6 separate regions of the Mus musculus genome follow, and regions 1, 2, 3, 5 and 6 are each linked to region 4. A link is a contact called in public HiChIP or PLAC-seq data. All regions are on one chromosome and are shown on one strand. The core of a region is the stretch at or near the end of the contact, and the rest is flanking DNA. Distances in the headings are between cores, read along the strand shown. Region 1 has its middle 110 kb from the start of 1700044C05Rik. Region 2 has its middle 71 kb from the start of 1700044C05Rik. Region 3 overlaps Abcc4 (ATP-binding cassette, sub-family C (CFTR/MRP), member 4). Region 4 holds the start of Sox21 (SRY (sex determining region Y)-box 21). Region 5 overlaps 1700044C05Rik (RIKEN cDNA 1700044C05 gene). Region 6 has its middle 49 kb from the start of 1700044C05Rik.

Region 1 (2,700 bases), core at 56-2,555, 240 kb before region 4:
GCAGGACCCAGAGTGGAGGCTTCTTGTTAGGACCACAGACTGGTCCTAGCCCCTTCTTTGCTAGAATCACCCTTCTTACCCAGGCCCGCCCTCCTCCTTCTTCGTCCCCCCTCCCCCTCGTGCCAATGTGCTGTTCCCATAATGCTGGGCTCCGATTCTCCTCCACCCGCTCTGCCACCATTTCATCCTTTGATCTCCCACCCACTCGCCCCAAAGTCAAGTTTCTCTTGGCTCCTTTCTCGGCTGCTCTCCCACTCCTTCCCACGCTTCTCTCTTGCGACACAAAACAAATGTAAAATAACATTTCAAAAATATTAAAAATCGATGCTGATGAAATCGCGGTTTTGTTTTCTTGGAATGGGAGGCAACAGGTCCAACAATCGCAGACACAGATTGGCCTGCGCTGTACCATTGTTTCTGGGCAGAACCCTATCTGTTCACCCATGACCTGAAATCAGAATTTCCAAACAGAAACGTTTGCCGGATTAGTTAGGGCAGACTAAGTTTTTCTCCCATAATTTTATTTTGACAAGACCATGAAAGCTGCTATCGCCTCATCTAATGGAATCAAACAGGCTGCTAAAAATAACCCTTGCAAGCTTTTATTACGAACGGGAAACACCTCCTCCTCCCAGCTTGCGACTGTGATCAGCTTAATCCTTCAACTTTGCTGCGAATATTTGCACTGCTCTGGGGTTCTTTTCTTTCCAAGGCTGGTTTGCTCTGTTTGGCAGAGTTATTTGAACAGGTGGCTTTGCACACCCTATGCTAATGGAGGCTTTTGTCTTCCTTCAATCAGCAGAGGGAGCCGTTCTAGAAAGAAACGGTTCTTTGATGCTAAACTATTCACACCTGTTTGATTATCACCTCGCGAATCACAATACCAAGCCAGGCAGAACTTTCTCTAACTGGACACCAGAAGAGATGCGATCTCCTTTGCATCTCCAAGAGCATCTTTTCGAGACAAGCATCTCCAAGAGCATTTTTCGTTGCTTAGGGCAAGCGTCTCCTGTTTCCATCAGGCAACGGAAAGGGCATTAAGGAAGGTTTGGGGGTGCCTCGTTTGTAAAGAGCAGGATGCTAGGCTTCAGAGGACTCACCAGACCTAGTTCTCCGGCTTGAGCCCGCTTCCCCTTCCCTTTCATCCGGGGACACTTTCAGCGGGAGCTCCGGGCAGACAGTGCGCGCGCGCGCGCGCGCTAGGTCGGGGATGCGCTTGGCGCGCGATCACAGGGTCTCCGGGGACGCCCCGCGCGCTCCCTGGCTGCAGATCACAGGCGCCGCCCTCGGCCGGCCAGCACGGGAACCCGCCTGCTCCCTGGCGCGCGATCACAGGCACCGGGCTCCGCACCCTGAGGGCCGGGAGGTGGCACGGCCCCAGCCCTTGAGGAGAGCAATGGCTGGCGCGTTCCCACGGGAGGCCCAGGACCAAGCAGGGACTTCTACCTTCTCTAAAAAGTGTCTTCCACAAGTGACAAGGTGGCACCAGCAAGGGCGGTGGGCGTTCTGCCTCTAAAGCAGCTTTGTAGACACACCTGATTCTGGCTACGTTGGTGCTGCTTGAGTATGAACTTTTGGTCTGGTCTGAACGTAGCCTTTTCTAGAACTATGTTTTTGCATCTCATGAAAAGAATGAATGAAATAAGTGCCTTGCAGTGGGCAGAGACTAGCTTGGACACAGTTTAAGGAGATCAGACTTGTAGGTGTGCTCATGATGATAGTCAGCCCCACTTCCTACAGGCCTGCAAAGGTGCCTTGTGTACGTGCATGCGCATGTGTGTGTGTGCGCGCGCGCGCACGCACGCACACGCTTATACACTTGAGTTTTGTGCAGATGAAGCCCAAAAGCTGACATATACTGTTATCTATTATTACTCTCCGTCTTTTTCAGTGAGGTAGGGGGTCTCTCAATTAAACCCAGAATTTCCCCAGTCTGGCTAGTCTGTGCAGTCAGTTTGCTCTGGGGATTCTTGTCCACTCCTGCTGCGCTGGAATTGCAGGGAGGTTGCCGTGCCAACTAAGCATGTCTGTGGATTCTAGAGACCCAGAGTTCAATTCTTATGTTTGCTGACAAGTGCTTCAACTATTAGCATCTTCTGCAGCCCGGATTCGATTTCTTCTTTTTTCTTTCTGTTGTGCTTGTTTGCTTTGTTTTGTCTTTGGGACACAATTTTAGTGTGCCACTATGAAGAATGGATCCAAGGAGGACAAACAAGAATCCGAAACTGGGGGAGGGGGGGGGGGAGGGGGAAGGATGGAGAGATGGCTCAGTGGTTAAGAGCACTGACTGCTCTTCCAGAGGTCCTGAGTTCAATTTCCAGCAACCACATGGTAGCTCACAACCATCTGTAATGGGGATCCCATGCCCTCTTCTGTTGTGTCTGAAGACAGTGACAGTGTACTCACATATATGAAATAAATAAATAAATCTTTTAAAAAGTCAGAAACTGGTGTAGGTTAAAGAATAAATCGTGTAGAGGTTGAAAATCATAGCAAATTGTAGAAACTTGAAGGACTACCATGATAATTGAACAGATGCAGTATGGGATGTGCCTTACTTGAGTCTCTCTGTTGTAGCCAGGAATGTACTCTAAGGAAGAGATGGAAACAGAGGGGAGGACATGAGCTAACTTTAAATACACACACACACACATACATACATGCATACATACATATGTAAATATATGTAAATACATACAT
Region 2 (2,700 bases), core at 182-2,681, 200 kb before region 4:
CAGGGTCTAGTATTCAACACCTAGTAAATGATATTAAAAGAATAAAATAAGTCGTTGCCAGTGCTGATTTAAGAAACTACAATAACAACAACTAAACCAAACCTAGAGCTCTTCTATTTTTGAGCAAATGGAATGAATCCACAGAGCAAAAGTAAGGTTTTGATTTGGGGACCACAGCCATCCGGGAGGTTAAGATGGATTGTCCTTAAGGTTGTAAAGTAATAACGACTAATGGCAAGGTTGTCCTCGCTGCGTGAAAAAACCACCAGCTCAAATTCAGAACAAACTGGACCGGGATAAAATTATAGCCTCCATGTCTGGCAGCACAACTGACTCTGGTACCTTCCTCCCTAAACTCTTCCAGGGACCTGGCTTTGTGTAGAGTCGTAAGTTACCAAGAGTTTGAGCAAAAGGCCATCTTTAAGAGAGCTGGAAAGGACCACCCCCCCTGCTTTGGGCTCACGTGGTTCTCTTTAACGCCCCCCTTTACCCTCCTCCGCCCCCGTCCGAAACGTGGAATGCAGAGATGGAAATTTCTAGGTGGGGTCCGGTGAAGATCTAGGGCCCCTGAATGCGGGCGGAACAGTGTCCTGAGTTGAAGGCTGCCTGTCAGCAGACAGCCAGAGCCAGCACGCACAGGCTTAAAGCAGGACTCCAGCGGGTTTGCAGAGCAGCCAGCCCTCCAGAGAGAGGCTGGAGCGGCGAGTTGGTGCGGAGTTGGTGCAGAAAAGGGGTGGTCTAAGGGTACCCACCGTGGAAATTCACTCAGCCCCCTCCTAAAGGGCTAAAAAAATCACTGCGAGCTGCGCGCACCAGGAACCTCCCTGCCCCATCCTCATTCTCGGAACTGCAAAGCCTAGCGCCAGGAGTTTCCGCCCGCCCAGTGTCCCCAGTACCCTGAGGGACGACAAGGCTCTTTAAGGAAGCATTGGATTCTACTGGTCGCGGGCTCCTAGCTGCAATCTGTTCCCGTCAAGATCCCCTCCATTCCTATCCGCACTTATGCTCCTGCCTGTCCCCTGGTGAAGGGCTCCCTGGTGCTGAGCTAAAGACCGCGGTGGCGGAGAGTGGGGTGTGGGGTGGCCCGATGGTGCAGAAGGATGGGGATGCAGGAGGACCTGGGCCTCTCTGGCCTGCAGTCTCCCATACGCGGTGCGGCATGGCAGCGGGAAAATAGAGAAGAAAGCTAGAGGGACAAGCAGCGGCGACCCCCCACCCCCCGCCGAGGCCAAGCGGGAAGGACGCCAGTACTGGCAGGGCTGTGGACGGTGCTGAACTCCAGTGCCTCTCTCTGCGGCCGCTGCAGGGCCGGAGTCTTGCCCTGTCGGGAGGATTCACGGGCTCGACCTCGGGAAGCCGGTTGCTAACAGTGTGCAGGGAGCTGCGGATGATTGCGTCTGGCCGCCGGGGCGCCCCAGACTCGGCCGCGCATCCCTGCAGACACCTCGCAGCTGCTGCCACCCGCGGCGCCCTGGCGCTGCAGCTGCGGGGTGAGAGACAAGCCGAGCAAGCGTCCCACCCCCTGCTCCCCGGAGCCCTCGGATCTGGGACCAGCAGGCAAGAGACCTGTTGAAAACTCCGAAGGCCGACTTCAAAGACAATCAAATCGCCCGAGCAAAACCCTCTCTGCGATCTGGTATTTTCAAGTGTCATAAACGCTGTGTGGCGGTTAAGATTGCTGCTCCCTTAAATGGGCCAATAATTTGCAGCGCTATCTCCCACAAATTCCCCCATCCTGGAATCTCAATGTGAAGCAATTCAAATAAGTAAAACCATTTTACTGCTGTTGGAAAATTCGCATGCATTTATTCAGTTTAAAATTTGATATAGGGCATTTTTTTTGTATTCCCATTTATCGTTTGCCAAGAAATAATTAAGAGCAGGAGCTCGAAGATTAGTTTTAAATAAAAAATCTTCTCGAATATAAATGTCAGGTCATAAAAATTCCTTTTAAATCATAACAGCATATAAATCTTTGAAATTAACCATGTAATTACAATGTCTATCAACTTTTACCTGGAGCTTTGAGCCTCTCTTTTTAATCTTCCATTCTTTTTTTAATGAATAGCTATTTTGAAATTAAAAAGTACTGTTCATTACACATGCCCCACTATAATAGGGTTTTTATCATATTTGCGCTATGTAAAAATACTTGCTACTTTGTAATTATTCACACGCCGATCCTTTCCTATATTGAGTGGAAAATAAAAAATGAAATAGAAGTCAAAGGTGCTTGCGAGCTGAATGATTTACACAATTCATTAAGGACGGTGATTTTTCAGTTAGCATCAGATTAAATGGTTACTTACTCTCAAATAGCCCTTGGGGAGTTGAATTGCTGGGTAGCAAACAGATTAAAGTTTGCATTGAAAGAAAAATTGAATTCAGAGGTAATCAATAGCATAATAGGGGCAGTGAGTGGTGCCTGCTGCCTGAAATGAAATTACCATATTTTTAATCTTAATTTTCCACTCTGTTTATCTGACAGTGTGGATGTGCAATCCAAACAGATAATGAGAGAGTGGGATATTGACACCGCTGTCCTCTGGAGTGCTTGTCTTCCGTGATTAAATGCTGTGATCTGTGATTACTTTGTGCAGGGATGTCAGGGCTGCTGGCCAGAACCGAGGGAGGGGCCTTCACCCGGCAGCTGGAGCGTCTGACTCTCCCAGGTCCTAACGTCTGAAATTCATTTTCCAC
Region 3 (2,722 bases), core at 191-2,690, 250 kb before region 4:
ACTACAAATGCACACACACACACATACATGGACACACACAGGGACACATAAATGGACACACACACAGGGACACATATACACACACATGGACACACACACAAGGACACATACACATGGACACACACACACATATATGGACACATACACACACATACATGGACACATACACAGGGACACATACACATGGACACACACACAGGGATGCACATATAAACACAGACACACACATACATATACACAGATATACATACATATATACATGAACACATAGGTGCACACATGCACATGGACACATACATATACATATTTTAAAATATTTATAAATTTAAAAATATTTAATTTTAAATCATTAAACTTCTCAACAAACTAAAGTACAAATTGTTGTTAATACTAAGAAGGCCGAGAGTACTTTTTTAAATCAGTGGTCTTTCTGTCACTTCTGTTACCAACCCTCCTACCTTCTGAGAGTGTTTGCTGACTGGGCCTTTACAAATGATGGTCACTTTTGAGATCTGCCACTCTGAGTGTCATTTGTGTGTTTCAAACCCGGTGGGAAGGGGAAAGACCCATCTTACATTTTAATACATTCAGTAGGAAGTTAGACGGGGAGCAGTTGTTATAAATTCAGGCTGGAGAGATGGCTCAGCGGTTAAGAGCACTGACTGTTCTTGCAGAGGTCCTGAGTTCAATTCCCAGCAACCACATGGTGGCTCACAAACATCTGTAATGGGATCTGATGCCCTTTTCTGGTGTGTCTGAAGAAAGTGTCTGTACTCATATAAATAAAATAAATCTTAAATTCAGGCAGTCTGTTACAGTCAGAGGAGTCAGGGTCCACCTCCGAAGCGTGATTTTAAGTTTACTTTTTGCTTCTGCAGAGTAGAAAGTTCATCGTTTTGTAAAGTAAGTTGACTCATTTACTTAGCCCTTAGCAAAGGAGAGACCTGCATTTCAAAACTGTGATTTCGCCCTTCGTTAACGTCAGGAGGAGTGGCTATGCCCTGTAATGCAATGCTTAAGTAAAATTACACATTCGGGGCCTCTAAATTGGCATGCCAAATTATAGGACATTCTAATTATTATGTGGATGTGACAGATTCAATTATTCTTGAACTCTTTTGAGAAAGCAGCCCTTAGCAGCAATTCACAGTAGTAAACAAAAGATTAACAGAAAAAAATGCCCTTTAGGGGACTCTATAAATGTTTCCGATTAAATACCATGGGCCAAATTAACTGTAATATCCAGATACAGAAAAACAACCCCAGCCCTGCGTAGAGTTTCAGTGGATTCTCTCGAGGTGGATTTACTCTAAACACAGCCCAGTGAAGAACGGAGTAAGTACCACCTACTTGGGAGCTGTTTCCCTCGGTGGGTGCGTGCGTCATTTGGGCCAGCTGTCTCCAACTCTCTCTTCTGTCTGAAACCATTAACCAAAGCCACTAATAAGTGGACGAGCGCCTCCCTCCACCTCTCCATCCCCAGAGTAGACCAATGAGCTGTCCGCTGGCTGCAAGGCCGGCAGCTAAAGGGAGAGAGAAGGAAGCCAGAAAGGGAAGCTCAAAAGATACCCAGCCCTGTGCCCTTCAGAACGAGCTGCCCCGAAGGCTGTGCGGGCTTGAGGTCATCAGAATTCTGAGCTCAGTGTCTCTATTACTTTCTTAGTCTTATCCAGAGAGAAATTAGATTTCTATCGTTTTCTTCTGTGCACAGCATTGCTGAAGTCGCTTGTCCGTCATTTACTGGGGTTGACTGTCATCAGGCTTAGTCCCCGTCATCCCCACCCCCCGCCCCCCACCGTCAGCCCCAAAGAACCTCAGGAAGCGCATCTCCCACCAGCTGCTGCTCAGATCCTATCCATCCAGCTTGGTGATTTACTCTCAAGCCACTGTTGCTTGGCTCTTCTGACATGACCCATGTTCTATTAAACAGGCTGCTTCTCTTCAGTCCATAGATTCCTTAGCTCTGCATGTACGTATATGCAACCCCTCAAAGCTCAGAGTCTGAGGGTTTTTAAAGCACTAAAAGACTCCCCGAGCAGCCTTGGCATTCGAATGCATAGAGCAACAGACAGCTGAGCACCCCTGTAATAATAGTCTAGAACTTTCATTTTTCTAACTTCCCTGTAACATTAAAATAATAAAAGGTCAGGTTGGCCTTTGTTTGCTTTGTAGCTCAGGGTAATCAAACCTTTCAGGGATCCTCCAGGCTACCACCCAAATAGATCGTCTGTATTCTCCCTGGCCCCGCCCCTTTCCGAAGCATTGTCTGTGTGATAATATATTGCTGCAAGACATTGTGTGTCTCAGTGGGTTTTTTTCTGCTGATCCCCAGGTTTTGGATTCAGGAAGACTGAAAGAATATGATGAGCCGTATGTCTTGCTGCAGAATCCAGAGAGCCTCTTTTACAAGATGGTTCAGCAACTGGGCAAGGGCGAAGCCGCTGCCCTCACCGAAACAGCAAAACAGGTGAGTTGGCCCAGCAGCCTTAATTACAGTGTGTCTCACCCGTTCCCTCCTCGCCATTTGGCACCAGGGGTCTGGTTTAAAAAAAAAAAAAAAAAAAAAAAAAAGCACTGTGTGCCCTTTTCAATTATAAGCCTCGGGAGACAAAGCTTCAACACGTCCAGGGTTGAAGTAAGGTCTACCAGGACTTGGCAGGAGCCCCCGGGGAAGGTGTGTGCACATGTGCACGTGCAAGCAGGCGTGCCCGAGAGGGCGTGA
Region 4 (2,729 bases), core at 105-2,604:
GAAACAGTGTATTTAATATCCTAGTCTATGTAATTACACTTGCCAGAGTCTTAGCATCGCACCACCCAGAGTCTGAATGACAGTGTCTACAAAAGTGAGGTAAAGAATTATGATTCTAGAGGAATCAGTTCAATTGTTTTAGCAACAGGAGAGCAAAAACAATACAAAATAAGCATTTACAAACATGACAGCTAAGGAAAACAGAAACCCACTTAACATGCCACTGCTGACTGGCATGTCTGTTATCACAACAAACATTTCAAAAGCCATCGCCTTCTTCAATTTAAATGAGCAACAAAACAAGCCCAATTCTTAAATAAATAGGAGTGCAAACCAATTCATGTTAATGCCCTGATTACAAATCAATGGTTCAAAGGTCCCGTGTGTGTACAAACTGGACATAAATTGCAAAAAGACATTTTAAAAAAAGCTAACCGTGTATACGAATGTGTTACTTGCAAACAGCCAAAGGAAGACAAGTAATCTGCCTGAAACACAAAGTCCCTGAGGAGGGGGGTTCCCCAGGAATATTCGGGGGTGCTATTTGATTTTTGATTGTGTATAGCGTCAATTATAATAGCTCTAACTACCAAGCAAGAAAACTGGCTCAACAGCATAAAAACTGTCAGAGTAGAACATTTTTAAAATTTTTATTTAGAGAAATGATTTATGCTTTTGATTTGAAGCAGCTTTGCCCTATCGTTGAGAGACTGCAAACGTTAAAGAAACAACACAGAGATAGCTCTGACGACCAGAATTAAAAGAAGGCAAAACAAGACAGAAGACAACTGTTTAAAAAAGCTGTGTATTCAGAAGGGGATGCGGGCTCAACCTAGGCTCATTCCTTTTCCAAAGGCTTGCCAAAAATGTTCTGTCCATCCTGGGCTACTTTCCACTCCACTACCTCTGAGTGCAACCATGAGGCAAGAAACTGCCGGAGGCGTCTGTTGCGAGTCACACCTGGCCCTCCAAGGAAAATGAGTACTTTCTTGCCATTCGGAACAGTCTCAAACACTTTCAAAGACTCTTCCCCCACTCCCACCCCCAGGCTCAACCCTCTTCCTCGCCAGTTTCTGAAGCTCTTTTCCTCTGGTGTACCGCTTTCATCCTCCCGGAAGAGCAGCCAGCAGAGCACCAGCAGCGCTGGGCAGAACAGGGGAGCCGCCGGCGACACCAAGCTCCAAACAGTGCGCAGACTCCGCGGCGCGCGGCGGACACTCCACTCGCCTAAACCTGCACTCAAAGTGAAAAAAGAGTAGGAGGAGGAGTGTTGGGAGGGGGGACGGGAGGAGGCTCCGCTGGTCCCTCCTCCCTCCTGGACTCCCCGGCTCCTCCTCCGCACTCCCAGGATATACACACACACTCACACACGGCCGCGGCTGGACATGCACACCCAGCGCCCGCTGCCGGCGCCAACACTCGCAGGTGGCGACACTCACCTGAGCCGGGCTGCAGTCGCCTCGGAAGCGGCGGAGCGAAAGCCTGGGCCCGGAGCTGGGAAAGCAGGAGCAGCCCCAGAGCAGACCTGCGATCTGAGGTGATATAGCACGTTTTCTTTAATCCCCGTCCTCCTCCAGGACCTGGATCCCTGCATCCTTCCAGCCTGCGGCGCCCGGAGTAGCCGGGACCCAGGGGCTCGCGGGCGCGGCACCCACGCGGGCGCACGCTCGGAGGCGCGCTCACCGAGAGGGGCGCGGCTGAGCCCGGGCCGGAAACTTGGGAGAAGTTAGTTGCAAGTGTCTGGCTGCTGCGACCGGAGCTGGGAGAAGGCGCCCGGGCCTGGCCGGCCGCGCCGCACCGAGCAGCCCTCCGCTTCTGGAGTGCTCCGGGAGCCCGAGACCTTCAGTGCGCCCGGGGAAGCTGGGAGCCAGCGGAGCAAGCATGGCCCCGGGGACAGCCTGCAGCAGCGAGTCGGAGAACCCGGACAGTCTCCACTGAGGCCCGGCGACTCAGGCTAACTCAAAACCTCAGCCCGCCTCCTTCCTCTCCTCTCCTGTGCCAAAGCCCGGCAGCAAGATTCTCCAGGCAGGTGCCCGGGGACAGCGTCAGCCCTCAGCAGAACTACAGGATTGGGGGTTCCATCAGCGCGCCCTGACCCCGACACAGAAGACGGGCCGCTGCAGTGTTTGTGTTTCTGTCCGCCGCCCTGCTCTGCGCGCCCCGACCCTACCCCTCCTCTTCCTCTTCGCGGCCACCCCTCCCCCACTCCCATCTGCTTCTGTCAAATGAGAAAGTCACCGGGGAGAACCCAAACACTCCAGCCGCCGAGAGCCCCCTTTGGCACTTGGCAGCACGCGGCGGCGGGCTTCTCGGCTCAACTTGGTGGATCCTCCGCCGCTCAACTTTCGGGGCTGCTTGGCTTTTAAGGCGCTGAAGACAGAGGAGAGGGGAGAGCAGAACCAGGCAGCGGCCACCTGCAGGGAGTTGGCGAGCCAAAGCAACGGGACAGAGGACAAAAAAGCAGAGGGCAGAGTGACACCGCGGAGTGGGGACACCGAGGAGAAGTTTCAGGGTCCCGGAGAGGATTTTTTCTTAGAGCTCGACCAGACAGACCAAAGCGGTCCGGGACGCAGCGCCCCGACCCAGGGCTGGTCGTCTGGTCCTCTCTTCCCGCGCGGGAACGACGCGGGGACGCACGGCCGCCCGCTGAGCCGGTTCCCTCTGGCAGCCAACATTGATTTCCTCCGGGCGGAGGCCGAGGGCCCCGGTGGCGGCGGCGGCGGGCTGCA
Region 5 (2,701 bases), core at 96-2,595, 160 kb before region 4:
AAAGGCACAATGTGCAAGATGGAATTCCTCTGGCTGACACTGTTCTGGTCCCCCGGGGGCCTTAGGAATGTAGAGTGAAGTCAGTCTGAGATAGAAGGACTCCATGCACAGGAAGGAGGCTGTAGTTGAGTTTGTACAGTGCCTGCCTTGCATGCAGAAGACCCTGGGTTCTACTCCCAGAACAGCAATCATGGTGCATACCAATAATGCCAGCATGTTCAAAGCAGGGGTAGGAGGTCAGGAGTTCAAGGCTATCCCAGCCTCACAGTGAGTTAGAGGCCACGTGAGACTCCAGTTTAAAAACAAACAAACAAACAAACAAAAAACAAAGCAAAACTGATGCTGGACAGGTGACCTATGGACGAAGGGCATGTCACATGAGCAAAGGACTGAAGTTCAGATCCCCAGAACCCACATAACTGTTGTGTGGGTAAGGGGTACACCTGTAAAGGCATGGGACACACCTGTAATCCAGTGCTCAGATGGCAGAGACAGATCCGCGAGCAAGCTGGCTGGCTGACTTGTCACATTAGCTGAGCTCTGGTTTCAACAGAGAGACCTTGTATCAGTGAATAACATGGAGAGTGATTGAAAAAGACTCCCAGCTCTTGATCTACACACACACACACACACACACACACACACACACACACACACACACACAGAGAGAGAGAGAGAGAGAGAGTAAAAAAAGGGGAAAGATTGTTGATATACAACTTGTGGCTGCAGGTGTCAATATTTTTTAAGGTTTCTGCCATTTAAAAAGAAGCTTAGAAGTCATTCCTTTAGAGAAGAGGAGGAAATTTTATGTTTCTCATTTTTTTCTCCTCCCTGAATGTTCATGTAAGCATACTAGTGGGAAGATTAAATTTTTTTCCTGCTCTCTTGCTTTGGATTTAACTCTAGAACAAGAGACTAGGGCCTCTGAGGGCCTAGCTGCCTCAACATGCAGCAATACAGTTGTGTAAAGTCCTTCCTGCAGAGCCCGGAAGATCTCTGTCAGCAGCTCTCAGGCAGCAGGGGTATGGTGAAGAGTCCAGAGCAGGGGGTTACTAAGGTCTCTCTAAGGAGATAGCAAGAAGCTGTCTCAGGGGTCAGATGGTGCAGAGGGTAGGGCTATTAGGATGTCTGCATTGCAGAAAATAAAAACCAAAAACCTAAAGACCTCAGCTATAGTCTAAGCTTTATCGAATAGCAGGACTTCTGGAGCTGACTCATTTACAAACAAGACTACCAGGGCGGCACAGAAGGCAGTCATGTGACTCACGTTGTCTCTAGGCTATCACCTATCTGTCTGAGTCTATTACTCAGGGTCTCTATTGTCTAGCAGATGCCTGAAAAACAGACTCACCCTTTAGTGACAGAGGAGAACTCAGGCAGAGATTACTGGGCAGAGAGGCTCCTGCTTGCGTGTTTGAATTGCTTCTCACCAAGAGAGTCACAGGCATTATCAATCGCCGTTACCCGTTTTCTCTTCTCTCATCAGAGGCATCGCTGGCCACAAAAGGCTGCTCACGAACAGCCTGTGATTGTGGTTTCTGTGCATTTGTGAGGAGAGTAACACAAGGAGCTTTTGGGGTGGGGGTGAGGGGCAGGAAGGGGTTGGGCATCTGGGAAGCAACTGCTCCATCTGCTCATAGCCCAACTTTCCCCAGAGTTCCAAGTGAGGCTCCCAGGAGGGGTCAATGTCAAGTTTAAAGCTTCCCTCCTGGCTCTGAGTGGATTCTCTCTCCAGCCTTCCCTACTAACCTCTCCCTCACTGGCCTCCCGAGTTCTAAGAAACCCAATGCAAACCTAAAATGTCGACCTGAAGATTAGCTAGCAATGGAAATAAATACTCTCCTGGTAATAAATTGGATAAGAGGTCTCGGTCACCAGTCCCCCTGCCTCCACACCGTGTGTGTGTGTGTGCGGGGGGGGGGGGGTATTCAGGTACACCTGTATATGCATGTGTGTGGAAGTTAGAAGTCAGACACCATCCACCATTTTTTTAAGGCTGACTGGCCGTGCAGCTCCAGACATTTGCCTATCTCTGCAAACTCAGCACCACAGTGGCACACTCATGGCACCACCACTGGCTTTTATGTGGTTCCTGGATTGGAACTCAGGCAGCAACCATGCAAGAGTCCCAGCACTGAGTTAGGACCGATCTCCCGGGATGCCCACCTACTCAGAGCCCCAGCTTCCTTGTGTGGCCGCAAGTGTGCAGAATGAGATCTCGGCTTCAAGGATCCTAAACTCTCCACCAGTTCCCTTCCTCAGACTCACAGCAACCCACGCTGCGTCTTTGCGGAAAGTCATGCACCTTGAATCTTGAATTGTTCTAAAGCGGCTTGTCCTGAACTCAGGAGCTTCACAACACATCCTTGTCTGCATCCTCTGGCACACTCCATGGAACTGTTCTTCCTTCATTCCCTTGCTTCCAATGACTGTGAATCTTTTTTTCTAACTTCATCATCACAGCGAGGCCAGAGGCCCGTGATTATCCAAGCCACCTTCCAATTCACAGGCGTTCTTGGTGTTCTGCATAGAATTCAATACAATGCTGCGGGCTGAAAGCGCAGCAGAAATGTATCCAGCATCCTAATGTTCTTCCATTTCCCCGGGGGCCTCTGTTGATTGGCGCTCGGATCCTCTTACTTTCTGCAGATATTGGGTCTTTCTTCTTGGGTCGGAGGACTCAGGGCAAGGTTCGCTTCAG
Region 6 (2,700 bases), core at 137-2,636, 180 kb before region 4:
TTTTGATGTAAGAAGATCACTGTGGGCTCAGGGTAACTGATTCCCAGAAGCTCCGGCTTTCAGGGCTGCGGGTGACACCGGCCTGTTGTGCCCTAATCCCTTTCCCAGATATCTGCTATCTTTTTACACCTGCGACGGTGGCTTATATTTTACTCTGTCCTTCACCTTTGAAAACGGCAGTGCCTGCAACAGTGAGGAGCCCCGAGAAGGGGCAGATTTCCCTGTGTGCTTCTCAGAATTAAAAAATGCATTTTTTTAAGTTAAATTTTTAATTGACTTACAAAGTCGCAAGTTTTCCTACAGCATTTTCATACACACGTTGGTTCGGCTGACCATTCTCCAGTTCCCTTCCTCCCCTCTCTCTGTCCTCCAGGGGATTGCTTGTCCCTTCTGCACCCAGGGTCCCCTTCTGCCTTTCTATCGGTGTTCTATTACCCGCCCTGTCCTCCTTTCTCTGGCCCCTTCCTGGTTCCCTGGCTGCTGTATGCACTCACTAGCAAAAGACGTTTATACGCTAGGGTCTGTACAGGAGATGACATTTCTATACACTGGGCCAGTTAGCTTTCCTTTGTGTCTCCACCCTCTGACACCCAGATCGATCCAAGTGTAGTCCTGAACTCAGACCCAAGCAAAAAGACCAAACAAGTAACCACATTAAAAAACTGTGTGACTACACAGTTCATGATTTCTGGGAAGTGAAGAAGATTAAATTTCTGATTATACTGAAAAATAATGATAGAACGGAGCTGCTTCAAGAATGGATGATTTTAATCCCTGAACATGTAGTTCTTTTCCTTCATGTGGAGGTTAGCAGAGAAAGTATTAACTCTCTTGCCCTCCCTTTAATTCAAGAAAGGTACCATAAGCAGTTTTTAAGGACCTGGAGATTATCAGTCTAAGATGGGTCATATCAGCCCGTGCAAAAACACTACCTCTACCTCAAGCGACATGTATTCATTGTGCCCACTATGACGCAACCTAGCATCAAACAGGTTGTTGTGGTCAGTTTCAAATGGTAGGATTTGAAATCTCCTGGAGGAAGGGAAGTATCATCCTAAGAGGGACTGTGAAGGACAGTGTGGCATGGACACAGCAAGCCCACGTGTGGAGCAGAGCACCCAGCTTACACTGGCTAACAGGAGAGTAGGCTGGGTCTTCAAGGCTGAGTATACAGGCAGCCTTCCATCAGTGCTGGCTACTTTCAAACAGCACAGAGTAGAGAGGGGGAAATGGAGGGCATCCCTGACAGTCAGTAGAAAAAGGCCGTTGGTGGAAGACAAAAGTGAGCTTGCAGAATTCGATTTGGCCATCCATAAGGGATCCGGAGGAATGTGCCCTGCCCTGAATAGCAAGCAGCTCTCTTCTTTGAATAGCCATGAGTGCAGGGCCATTGGTACAATGGAATTAAGAGGCTGGGCTGGTGGCCAGTAGGCTGAGGGGAGGCATGCAATGTGGCTGTTTCATCTGACTGGGTATGATCAGACTGGTTGGAGCAAGAAGGATGTCCTTGGGAGAGGTGAGGCCAGACTCCTCAACATGAACAACATGAACAAGCTATACAACTGTGGACATCTGGACTGAGGGGAAATAATGTACACTTGAAGAAATGGGCTTTCGTGTACTCACTCATACATCTGCTCATGTGTGTGATGTGCATTTAGTGAGAACCACCCTATTTATTAGACAACGTATGGTCCCAGGGACTCAAGGAAAACATGACATTCTTTACATTTGTATGTTTGGTTCTCTAGCCCAGAAATACCTCAACCTCCACCGCTGGCGTCCCTCAGTCCCCTGGAGGCTGTGCTGCCATTCTCTGCCTTGGCAAATGAAGTGGCATCCACCTCATCCATCCATCTATCTGTATGCATTAGCCACTTTCCTGTTATGATTAAACCTCGTGATCAAATATAACTTAAGGAAGAGCTTATTTTAGCTTCTGGTGGCTGAGGGATAAAGTCCATTGTGATGGGGAAGACATGGGGGCAGGGACAAGAAGCTGGCTGATCACATTTCATCCACACAGTGGAAACAGCAAGTGAGCGGAAAGTGGGTAAGGCAAAAACCTTTACACACGTGCCCGAGCACACACACGTGCACATGCAAACATGTACGTGTACACACACACACACACACACACACACACACACACACACACAGTGACGTGCTTCCTCCAGCAAAACTCCCCCTGCAGAGAGCACCACTGAATAGGGACCACATTTTCAAACACACAGTAGAGGCAGCCATGTGAGTATAATTTAGGGATGACACCATTGTGTAAGGGATGGATGCCATTAGAACACAGAGGACAGTTTTCAGATTCCAGCTTTTTAACTCCTGCCCCAAGCCACTTTCCCCAAATGAAGCCAGGCCAGCCCTCCCAGGTCTGCACCTGTAGGATCTCCGTAAATCAAAGGAGAATTTGAGATCACTGGACCACTAATTGTTTGCTTATTTTCCCTTCTCTCTTTCCCATGTTCTCGGACATGATAGACAATCGTTGCGAGTCACATGCGCATTCTTATCATTGGCTGAAGCTGTGTTCGTTCCTTTCCAACACAACTGATGCCTAATAAACAGCCAATAATTGGAAAGGTTTACACTGAAGCTCAGATCCTGACCCCATTAAACTCCCACATAACAAATTCCCCATGATAACCTACTTACAGCACACCTGAACTTCAGCTTGAGTGTGTCCAT

The links. HiChIP or PLAC-seq counts read pairs in DNA pulled down with a chosen protein or histone mark.
Region 1: an H3K4me3 HiChIP or PLAC-seq map of neural progenitor cells shows a contact between it and region 4, with 40 read pairs. The contact joins the enhancer-like site here to the promoter of Sox21 in region 4. A contact is called at or near these places in 17 of 39 promoter capture datasets (the HPC-7 cell line, cranial neural crest, embryonic stem cells and 9 more), 3 of 15 datasets of contacts at CTCF or cohesin (embryonic stem cells, large pre-B cells and pro-B cells), 48 of 484 Hi-C or Micro-C datasets (the G1E-ER4 cell line, the HL-1 cell line, cerebellar granule neurons and 14 more), 27 of 115 datasets of contacts at active chromatin or transcription factors (astrocytes, craniofacial prominence, embryonic basal ganglia and 13 more) and 5 of 9 other capture datasets (adipose tissue, embryonic stem cells, embryonic tail and 2 more).
Region 2: a contact with region 4 is called in an H3K4me3 HiChIP or PLAC-seq map of embryonic forebrain, with 4 times the contacts expected there. The contact joins the enhancer-like site here to the promoter of Sox21 in region 4. A contact is called at or near these places in 9 of 39 promoter capture datasets (the HPC-7 cell line, cranial neural crest, embryonic stem cells and 6 more), 48 of 484 Hi-C or Micro-C datasets (B cells, LSK cells, Sertoli cells and 27 more), 30 of 115 datasets of contacts at active chromatin or transcription factors (acute myeloid leukemia, astrocytes, craniofacial prominence and 18 more) and 5 of 9 other capture datasets (embryonic stem cells, embryonic tail, embryonic trunk and 2 more).
Region 3: an H3K4me3 HiChIP or PLAC-seq map of embryonic basal ganglia shows a contact between it and region 4, with 3 times the contacts expected there. The contact joins the enhancer-like site here to the promoter of Sox21 in region 4. A contact is called at or near these places in 8 of 39 promoter capture datasets (cranial neural crest, embryonic stem cells, hippocampal neurons and 1 more), 9 of 484 Hi-C or Micro-C datasets (differentiating embryonic stem cells, embryonic retina, embryonic stem cells and 2 more), 20 of 115 datasets of contacts at active chromatin or transcription factors (astrocytes, a colorectal cancer cell line, craniofacial prominence and 12 more) and 4 of 9 other capture datasets (adipose tissue, embryonic stem cells, embryonic tail and 1 more).
Region 5: a contact with region 4 is called in an H3K27ac HiChIP or PLAC-seq map of extraembryonic endoderm stem cells. The contact joins the enhancer-like site here to the promoter of Sox21 in region 4. A contact is called at or near these places in 6 of 39 promoter capture datasets (the HPC-7 cell line, HPC-7-derived erythroid cells, embryonic stem cells and 2 more), 3 of 484 Hi-C or Micro-C datasets (epidermal suprabasal cells, nephron progenitors and trophoblast stem cells), 8 of 115 datasets of contacts at active chromatin or transcription factors (astrocytes, craniofacial prominence, embryonic forebrain and 5 more) and 1 of 9 other capture datasets (embryonic stem cells).
Region 6: a contact with region 4 is called in an H3K4me3 HiChIP or PLAC-seq map of neural progenitor cells, with 7 times the contacts expected there. The contact joins the enhancer-like site here to the promoter of Sox21 in region 4. A contact is called at or near these places in 6 of 39 promoter capture datasets (cranial neural crest, embryonic stem cells, frontonasal cranial neural crest and 3 more), 6 of 484 Hi-C or Micro-C datasets (cerebral cortex, cortical neurons, embryonic stem cells and 2 more), 19 of 115 datasets of contacts at active chromatin or transcription factors (craniofacial prominence, differentiating embryonic stem cells, embryonic basal ganglia and 10 more) and 2 of 9 other capture datasets (embryonic stem cells and pancreatic islet).

Annotation. Positions count from the first base shown.
Region 1 is chr14:118,472,531-118,475,230 of GRCm38.p6, reverse strand. No RefSeq gene overlaps it. Among named protein-coding and RNA genes, the nearest start is that of 1700044C05Rik, 110 kb to the right of the region's middle. Within about 2 kb of position 1,305, at least 50 of the 459 cell types and tissues checked have an H3K27ac peak or open chromatin away from gene starts, as enhancers often do. A contact at or near this core is called in cerebral cortex, colorectal tumor organoids, cortical neurons and 8 more, where this site is marked.
Region 2 is chr14:118,435,747-118,438,446 of GRCm38.p6, reverse strand. No RefSeq gene overlaps it. Among named protein-coding and RNA genes, the nearest start is that of 1700044C05Rik, 71 kb to the right of the region's middle. Within about 2 kb of position 1,431, at least 98 of the 459 cell types and tissues checked have an H3K27ac peak or open chromatin away from gene starts, as enhancers often do. A contact at or near this core is called in brain, cerebral cortex, cortical neurons and 21 more, where this site is marked.
Region 3 is chr14:118,490,244-118,492,965 of GRCm38.p6, reverse strand. Abcc4 (ATP-binding cassette, sub-family C (CFTR/MRP), member 4) reads left to right here. Exons shown (of 31, transcript NM_001033336.3): 30 at 2,333-2,467. Among named protein-coding and RNA genes, the nearest start is that of Mir6391, 100 kb to the left of the region's middle. Within about 2 kb of position 1,440, at least 20 of the 459 cell types and tissues checked have an H3K27ac peak or open chromatin away from gene starts, as enhancers often do. A contact at or near this core is called in embryonic basal ganglia and embryonic retina, where this site is marked.
Region 4 is chr14:118,235,655-118,238,383 of GRCm38.p6, reverse strand. It overlaps Sox21 (SRY (sex determining region Y)-box 21), which reads left to right and starts at 1,354. Exons shown (of 1, transcript NM_177753.3): 1 at 1,354-2,729. Gm4675 (predicted gene 4675) reads right to left here and starts at 2,152. Exons shown (of 3, transcript NR_131969.1): 1 at 1,440-2,152.
Region 5 is chr14:118,392,440-118,395,140 of GRCm38.p6, reverse strand. It overlaps 1700044C05Rik (RIKEN cDNA 1700044C05 gene), which reads right to left. Exons shown (of 6, transcript NR_045624.1): 5 at 465-540. Among named protein-coding and RNA genes, the nearest start is that of 1700044C05Rik, 28 kb to the right of the region's middle. Within about 2 kb of position 1,345, at least 13 of the 459 cell types and tissues checked have an H3K27ac peak or open chromatin away from gene starts, as enhancers often do. A contact at or near this core is called in extraembryonic endoderm stem cells and trophoblast stem cells, where this site is marked.
Region 6 is chr14:118,413,062-118,415,761 of GRCm38.p6, reverse strand. No RefSeq gene overlaps it. Among named protein-coding and RNA genes, the nearest start is that of 1700044C05Rik, 49 kb to the right of the region's middle. Within about 2 kb of position 1,386, at least 17 of the 459 cell types and tissues checked have an H3K27ac peak or open chromatin away from gene starts, as enhancers often do. A contact at or near this core is called in neural progenitor cells, neural stem cells and stem cell-derived neurons, where this site is marked.